Linked DNA regions of Oryctolagus cuniculus: region 1 is linked to region 2. The links are chromatin contacts, called in public Micro-C maps. All regions are on one chromosome and are shown on one strand. Each heading gives the region's core, a stretch centred on a gene start, on an enhancer-like site or on the middle of the called end of the contact. The rest is flanking DNA. Distances are from core to core; before and after follow the strand shown.

Region 1 (4,547 bases), core at 610-3,109, 120 kb after region 2:
TAAGTGCTATCTTCAGGGGCACTGTGCTGGGTTACCATGAGAACAATCACAGGTAGCCCACTGTTTCACCTCCGTCTTCACAAAGATACACACACACACATGCATGTTCATGTGCACACATAAGAACAACCACACACACATGCATGCTCACATGTGCACATGCATGAGAACAACCACATAGAGCCCACTCTGACTTCATGAAGACACATATGCACAAATGTTCACATGTACACACACAAGACCAGCCACACATGAGTGTGTGCACATGAAAGCCACACATCCATGCAAGTTCATGTGTGCAAACATGAGAACAACACACACATGCACATGAGAATAACCACGTATAGCCCACTCTGGCTTCATGAAGGCACACAAGTTCACATGTACACACACAAGACCAGCCACACACAAGTGTGCACATGAAAGTCACACATACATGCATGTTAATATGTGTGCACACATAAGAACAACCACACACGTGGGCACATGTGCACGCACATGAGAACAACTACATATAGCCCACTGTTTCACCTCTGACTTCACAAAGATACACACACATGCATGTTCATGTGCACACACATGAGAACAAACTCATATAGCCTTTCACCTCCAGCTTCATGAAGACACACTCATACATGCATGTTCACATGTGCACACACATGAGACCAACCACATATGAGTGTGTGCACGTGAGAACCACACATACATGCATGTTAATATGTGCACGCACATGAGAACAACACACATGTCCATGTGTGCATGCACATGAGAACAACTACATACAGCCCACTCTTTCACCTCTGACTTCACAAAGACACACCCATCCATGGGCACACACCGCATACTCGAAGCAGCTGAGCCAAAAGAAAAATCATTTTGAGCTCACATTCTAAGATCAAAATCAAAATGGAACAACGAGCAAGTCCATTGCAGGAATTCCGCCAACAGCAGTTTTCACCACTGCACTCCTACCACTTCCAGATGAAATGCAGCTCACGGGGGGCCAGCTGCCCTGTGGCAGCCTGGGAGGCAGAGGCCGGGGGGCTCTGAGTGCACCGGGTTCCTTGTCCCTCCTGTCCACACCCGGCCTTTGGTGGAGTGCCTACTTCAAACACCACCCTTGTGTGCTGGCATCCCCCGGGACCTTCAGGTCCTCCCCCCTTGGCTGTCACACACCCCCAAACCAGCCACCGAGAGTCACCTCTTCCTGCTGCTCCTCGTCTTCTCCGTCTTAGTGGATGGCAGCTCTTTGCTCCCAACTGATCCAACCAAAAGCTAGAACTTGCCCTTGGGTCTTCTCTTTCCCTCATGCCCGACGTCAGCTCATCAGCGAGTCCTGTAGGGTCTCCCTTAAAGCGTGTCCTGACATGGCTCACCACTCACCTCCTCCCCCAATACCACCCAGCTCTGAGCTGTCTTGGCTGGTCTTCCTGCTCCACTGTGGCTAATCTCAGCCCAGCAGTCAGGGTGACCTGGGCCAAACCCAAGCCCGACTGTGTGTCCTCCCACTCAGAGGAAAATCAAAGCCCCTTCAATGTTCCAGGGACGTCCTGCGTGGCCCCTCTGTCTCTCCCTTAGTCTCTCACATGCTGCACGCTGCCAGCTCTGTTTCCGGTGCCAAGCCGGCTCTCGCCTCAAAAGCTTCCCCTCGCTGTTCTCTGTGACCTGCACACTCCTCCCAGGTTAGCTGCGGGACCTGTCGCTCACAATCGCTAGCTCTTTCCTGACAGCATCCCCAACTCAGCGCCAATTTCCACCCCCACCCCCATCTCTACCTAATGTTTTCCTCCTAGTGCTTTTCACCCTCTGGTCTGGCATCCATATATGTTCAATGTTTATCTATGTATTTTCAGTTTATTTGAAAGGCAGAGCAAGGGAGAGATCTCCCATTCTCTGGTTCACTTCCCAAATGCCCACAATAGCCAAAGCTGGGCTGGGCTGAAGCCAGGAGCCTGGAACTCCATCCAGTTGTCCCACGTGCCTGTCAAGGACCCAAGTACTTGGACCACCACCTGCTGCCTCCCCAGGCTCTGTAATAGCAGGAAGCTGGAATCAGAAGCGAAGCTGAGACTCAAACTTAGGCACTCTGGTATGGGATGCAGGCATCCCAAGCCATGTCTTAACTCCTGGCCAGATGTTTTAATGAGTTCTCTGTTCCCCCACTAGAAGGGAAGTTCCCCAAGGTGCACATTTTTTGCCTATTTTCTTCACCTCTCTTGTTTCAGTCCCCAGCACAGTTTTAGCACATAGCAGATGCTCACTAAATGTGGGTTGGTTGACTAAAGGGAGCTGGTACACAGTAGGCAGGCCATTGATGCTGCGGGAGCGGAAATGCTTTGCAAGTGCATCTTTCCCAGAGCTTCATGTCCAGGACAGCATCTGTGGTCCCCAGCAAGAGACAGAGAGTCTATTCCAGCTTGGCAGGTCACCTATGGGAGGCTGAGGATACAGAGAGACCGCTGGTTCCGCCGCGTCTCACATGCAGCCTTTTTGGACCACGAGGAAATAGACTGCTCTTTCCTGCTCCTTTGGGTACTAAATGAATTCTTCCTCCAAACGAGATTCAGTTCCGAACTCCTGGGCTGTTCCTGTTGTGATCTGGTTCCAGCAGGGACGCCACCGGGCTGTGTGAAGAAGCAGCCTGGGAACAGTGAGGGCATTAGGACCAGGAGCGAGGCTTGGCTTGGCTCGGGCTGCGTCTGGCACAGGGCTCAGGGCTGAGCGGAGCATGTGTGAAAGGAAATCAGGCGCTGCCTGCCGGCTTCGCATCTGTTGATCTGACCCGACTTGAGGCGTCCAAAGGAGGATGGCCGTCGGCCGCTGCTGGACGGGGACTCCACGGCTCCCCCGGACGTCTGCCCATCCTCGTAGAGAGCGAAAGGCACCCATGGGACCATGCACCTGAGCAGCGCAGAGTCATCATTGTTCTCCCAAAGAGAATAGCAGGGCGACAGGAGAACGGGCAGTTGCATGTGAAATCCCCGTGCGTGGGTTTTCAGGAAGCAATTACAGAAATCAGCCAGAGAGCCTTGGGTGGGACTTGGGTCCTGGGGCTTTCTGATTGCGGGTGCAAACAGGTCCCACACACGGCAGCTGGCCAACGCCAGGTGGGGGGAAAGGAGCAGGGTGAGAGACTGGCAAAAACCCTCCAGGTGGAACAAGCAACTGGAAAACCGCTGAAAGCTGCAAAGAGTCCAGAGAGGGGCAAGACCGTGAACTTGAACATGACCTGTTGCACTTGGCAAGTCCTAGCACCATGCTGCTGAGAAAGCGGTACCGGCCAGGGCCTCGCCAGCGACTCCAGTTCCTCCTGCTGCTCCCGGTGCTGGGCTGCATGCTGGTGATGGCAGCCATGCTGCACCCTCCCACGCACACCGCCCGCCACCCTGGCACGGCCCCGGCCAGCCAGCGCAGCCTGGATGCTGGGGACCGCCTGCACTTCGGGGACTCCCAGGAGTGGGTGCTGGAGGCTGAGGCCGAGGGTGAAGAGTATGGCCCCCTGGAGGGGCTGCCGCCCTTGATCTCCCTGCGGGAGGATGAGCTGCTGGTGGCCGTGGCCTCCCCCAGGGCCAGAAGGAACCAGAGCCGCGGCAGGAGAGGGGGCACCTACCGGCTCATCAAGCAGCCTCGAAGGAGGCAGGACGAGGGAGCCCCAGACAGAGACTGGGGGGCCGAGGAGGAGGACGTGGAGGTGTCTGAAGAAGAGGCCCTGAGCCCACTGGGCCTGGACCCACGTGGCCTCAGCGAGGCCCTCAGCGAGCGCCTGCCCCTGCAGAGGGCCCTGCCCGAGGCCCGGCACCCGCTGTAAGTAACGCCCTCGCCTTCCCTTGCCCAGCGTGCGGGGCAGGGACGCGCACTTCCGGAGTCTCCTCCGTGTGCAGGTGGGATCCAGGGCTGTGTACTGAAGGAGCCCCCGGGGGACGAACCGCTGTCCTAGGGAGGGGAAAGTGAGCCACTGCAACTCCTTCCTCCTCACCACCCGTCCCCTGTGTCTGCGCCCTCTGGGGTTATCTCTGGCGTTATCTGCATAGCGCAGGGGGAGGGCGGAGCGTGCATCCCCCCCACCATGCCCCGCTCCAAGGCTGCTTCCAGCGCCTCTGAGCATCTTTGCGTAGTGGGATGGTTGTTTGTGTTTGCTTTTACTTTGGTGCAAAATAACAGGTGAAGTGTGTGTGGACTTTGCCACGGACCCGGGTGGAATGGAAGAGTTGCTCGGGCGCTGACTTGCGAAGCCCTTAGGACTCTGTAGGATGGGTGCCGGTCTCAGGAGTGTGCAGACGAGGCAGAGAGAGGCCGAGTGGCTTGCCCACAGTCGCAGAGCTAGTAGACACCAGAGCAGGAGATGCAGTCAGGCATTTGAGCTGGAGTAAGCCGGAAGCACCACCTTGTGCTACCTAGTCCAGCGGTCCCAGGGGAGTGCTCCAGGGCCCAGGAGCTCAGCTCCTGTGCCTAGGTAGCTGGTGGCCTCGCCGTCACCCTGGCGGGGGTGGCTGCTGACCAGTGCACAGGGACTGATGCAGCTGGTGAGTGGAACCATCGAGGTCCCT
Region 2 (4,512 bases), core at 443-2,942:
AGCCTGGAAGCTCCCTGAATGCCCAATGCCTCCTCCCAGTCCCTACTCCTATCTGTTCTTCATGACTCAGCTCAGGCACTGCCTGCCCTGTCCTAACTCCTGTCCCCCACACCCCCATCCCCTATGCCCACAATTTCCTGCACACCTCTCCAAGACGTAATCATCTATTCACTCGTCTCTCCCACCCTCGGGGGGCACGCGCTACCTTGTTTATTCACGTATGCCCCAGTGCAGAGCCTGGCACTTGCAGATGCCATTTGCATGAATGCACTATTGATGAAGAGGCAGCCATTGATGAAAACACCGCCCCCCGCGGTTGCTCCACAATCTGCCATTTCTGTAATGACCACCAGAGGGGGCCAACGAACAGGGTCAGGTGAGCCGCAGCCTGCAGAACTCTGGGTTGAAAATTGCAAGAACTATTCTAGGACCAGGAGGGAAGTTCAGTGGTCACATAGGCCATTCCTTTGTGTCAGACAAAAACAAACAGGCCCTCAGGGAAAGGGCACAATGATGCTTAAAGTTCATTTTGGTTTATGTGGTTTTTTGAACCTTGACAGACTTTGGATCAGAAAACACAGATTCTGGGTCCAGCTGTTGCATGGTTTAGCTTGTCTGATCCCACACAGTGGCGGCTCAGTGTCTGCACCTGACGAATGGGCACATTGTCTACCTCCAAGGTAGGCCTACGGGCAGCAATGCACACAATAGCCTATGAATGACAAAGTAAAATTAGAATCAAGGCAGTAAATATGAACATCATTTTTTTTTGTTCAAAGCTCATTCTTTTAAAGTGTGAGTTGAAAGCCAAAGTGTCTGTCTGGGCCAGCGAGGGTGCACTTGTCTGGAGGGCACGGAGGCACGGACGTGTCTCGTTGAGGGGGAAGGCGGTCCAGAGCACCGCGTCCCTTTGGTTCCTGCGTATAACGTCTCAGCTGTGCACCCAGAGCCCGGATGGACCATCTGCATCCAGCATCATCTAATGCTGCCTGGTCCACAAGTCTCACCACACACACCCATCTTTTCCTTTGCTTCTTTGCAAGCCGCCATGGATGCTATTGCAATAAGTGCCATGCAAATTCATATGGAGGCTCCCCTGAGCTTCCAGTCACCTTTGTCACAGCAAACTTTTCAAATCCACAGGTATTTTTAAAGGTACATTTACGATAGAGCTGTGTGGTGCGCTTATTGACCTATGCGCATTTGTGTGTGTTCAGCTGAAAAAAAAAAAACCCTCAGGAACAACAGAACAAAAGCTAAGATCACGACCATTTAAGAGGAGTGCTGGTGGTTTGAGGAGACGTGGGGCTGCCCGAGCTGAGTATGGATTGGCAGAAGTGGCTGGTGTAAATGGGGCCCCCCTCAGTGGTTCTCAGATCTCATCAACACCTTTGAAAAGATAGTGTATTTCTGTGTTTGTAATTAAAGGGATTTTCAAGGAGCATTTTTTTTTTATAAGGGCAAGAGTTTCATCTGCTAATTTAGCTTCAGACTCCGACCCACCCCGGAAGATGTGGAGAGCCTGTGCCACTGATGGACGGAAGGTGGAAACTTCAGAGCCAACCACTGACCGAGTGCGGACAAAGCTCCAGGCCCCCAGCGGCTTCCCAGAGCCCAAGCCGCAGCTGAAGGGGACCCGGCTCGCTCAGGTTCAGACGCACGCTCTGCCCCCGCCCCCCACACGGCAGCTTTCCCTGAAGGATGCCTCCTCCCAGGCCTTGGGGGCCACCTGTGAGCTCCTGAGCAGGGCACCTGTGCCAGGATGCTCTCCTGTCCCCAAGTCCAGCCCCACACAGCTTCTACCCCCAAGGCTCTGTGGTTCAGACTCCTACCCTCTTAGCACTCCCATTCTCTTTCCCGGGTTGCCTTTCTATTAGAATAAGGATGTGGGCTGGAAGAGACTTTTCAAGCCGCAGTCTGGGCAGTCAGAGGCTCCTGGGAAAATTCTCAGGGGCCGGCAGCGTCTGATCACCGCCCACCCCCCCAACTTCCTTCCTTGGAAGCACTGACGCCAGATGCATCCTATCACTGCGCGATACCTTACCTCTGACCCAGCTCTGTGGCTTCCTTTTCCTCTCGGGTGAGGCTTTCTTGGCACTTTGGGTCTCTATTTCTCGAAGGTCAGAGGACCCTTCCGGGGAGGGGGAGGCTCAGTCCTCCGAGCAGGGTGCCAGGGAGCAGCCACCAGCGGGCAGGCTGGGGTGGGAACCGACAGCCTACACGGGCACAGGAGCTCATGCTCGCTCACCCACTCGCCCTCTCCACCAAGCACAGCTTGAGGTGCCACTTGGAGCTGCCTCCCTTCCTCCCTGGCAAAGATCTCTCAACGGCGAGGGAGGCCCAGTGCAGCTCTGAGCATCTACCAACAGCCTCTTCAAATTTTGAAGAATGCTGTTCCACTGGGGTCACCAGGTGCCAGTGGCTTACTGACCATCTGGAAAACCCAAGGAAGATTGTATGAAAGACGCATGGAAGCTTCCTCTTGTTCCCCTGGTTGGGTGGCCTGGGCTTCCACTGGCAGCATTTAGTTGGGTCCCAAGAAGAACTTGGTTAACGTCGGGGAGCTGGCAGACGCTGGAAAGGCTATGAAAGAAGCTGGTGGAATCTACCTTGGAGGTCTTTCAACGTAAGACGACATCTGTTGCCGCTGGAATGATCTGGAAGGATGATCCACAGAAGGCTGAAACCGTAAGAGCCACGGAGCTCTCCACTTACACCAGCTCCTGACTTTACGCTGTTTTGCATTTGTTACAAATCCCCACGTTCCCTGAGCGCCTCACATAATCTTAGACACACACTGATGATGCTTTTCCACACGCTAGATGCTGCGGCTCCAAGGTGGACAAAGGAAACAAAGATTTGGAGGGAACCCCAGAGAGATAACTTTGCGTGGAAAATTATGTCCACCTCAGAACTCACCTCTGAGGAATTAACAGGATCCTCCCCCACTCAGTAACCTCCCCCAGAGGCGTCACGCTTCCTCCTCACTTCCTCCTTGCTCTTCTGGTTCCCAGAACTTCCAGAAGATTCTCGATGCATCCTGCATCCCTTGTTGCCAGTAGCTAGGCAGCCTGGGAGGCAGCGGGGGTGCCTTGATCCCGAGATCCCCTCCCCTCCCCTCTGCCTTCTCCCAGTCACACCTTAGGACCCTTGTTCTCTACACTCAGCCACGTTTTCTGAACCAAAGCAGGGACATGCTGTCTGCCAAGGGCAAGCGGGCTTGTAGGCAAAAAAGGGACACAAAAAGTTGCTGGCGCTGTGGTGTAACGGGTAAAGCCACCACCTGCAGTGCCAGCATCCCATATGGGCGCCAGTTTGAGTCCCGGCAGCTCCACTTCCGATCCAGGTCTCTGCTGTGGCCCGGGAAAGCAGTAGAACATGGCCCAAGTCCTTGGGTCCCTGCACCTGCGTGGGAGACCAGAAGAAGCTCCTGTCTTCTGGCTTCAGATCAGCACAGCTCCAGCCATTGCAGCCAACTGGGGAGTGATCAGTGGATGGAAGACCTCTCTCTCTCTTTCTGCCTCTCCTTCTCTCTCTGTGTAACTCTGACTTTCAAATAAATAATTAAATCTTAAAAAAAAAGTTGCAGGTGAACTTGAGACTGATTCTGTCCAAAGGAAGTGGGAATCCTAGTCACAGGTCACACAATAAGTCCCTCACTCAAAAATCAAGTGCGTGCCAGCGTATTTTCTAGACTTGTCAGTGTGGAAAGGCTTTCAACATATGGACAAATTCACCCAAGATCATTCTAACCCAAGATCATTTGGGTTAGAATAGGGTTCGGTCTTGGACTCACGCGGATGTTTCAACCCCAGAGTTTTTTGGATCCGTGGTTGATGAGTGCAGTATACGGGCTTGATCTAGTTATGGTGCCTGAAGCTGGGACCGTGAGAAGTGATTGGATTGGCATAGGTTACCATGCCAGACGGTGTTCCAGGCTTTGGGGACTCCAGTGGTGAACAAAACAGATGGAGGTTTCTGCTTACATGCACCTGATGGTTGATCGGTGACAAAGAGCATAAACGAACCAGGGAATTTCAGATGGTAGCAAGATCTATGAAGAAAAGAACCCAACAAAGTGACACAGAGAGAGGAGAGAGAAGCCTCTACATCGCATGGGCCAGGAAGACCCCTGGGGAGGCAGCATTTTTAACAGAGCCTTGAAAATTCCAACAGAGCCAGCTAGGAGAATGTCTGGGGGCAGACTCAGGCTCAGGGAACAACTGATGCACTGCCCCTCGCGGGAGAACCTGGGGGAGGATTAGGAGCACAAAGGCAGCCATCGAGGCAGGGTCATAAGCAGCCAGTGTGAGTGCCAGGAGACGCAGTCACACTCAGAGAAGGCCACAGCACGGGGCTTGCCAATCAGGCCCACTCTTGCCCTGGTGCCCGTTGTACACTTAGACGCTAGCCCTGGACAGGACCAAAGCGAGGCTGTGAGATCGGACCGGGGTGAGTGGACTGATGGGATGCAGCGCACTTGACCTTGTCCCCCAGAAACAGGAGCTCTTT

The links. A called contact is a pair of places that touch in the nucleus more often than the background predicts.
Region 1: a Micro-C map of ear pinna shows a contact between it and region 2, with 4 times the contacts expected there. The contact joins the promoter of GALNT15 here to the enhancer-like site in region 2. A contact is called at or near these places in 6 of 6 Hi-C or Micro-C datasets (ear pinna, embryonic fibroblasts, liver and 3 more).

Annotation. Positions count from the first base shown.
Region 1 is chr4:151,750,644-151,755,190 of mOryCun1.1, forward strand. GALNT15 (polypeptide N-acetylgalactosaminyltransferase 15) reads left to right here and starts at 1,860. Exons shown (of 10, transcript XR_011388396.1): 1 at 1,860-3,804.
Region 2 is chr4:151,631,034-151,635,545 of mOryCun1.1, forward strand. No RefSeq gene overlaps it. Among named protein-coding and RNA genes, the nearest start is that of GALNT15, 120 kb to the right of the region's middle. Within about 2 kb of position 1,693, at least 4 of the 8 cell types and tissues checked have an H3K27ac peak or open chromatin away from gene starts, as enhancers often do. A contact at or near this core is called in ear pinna, where this site is marked.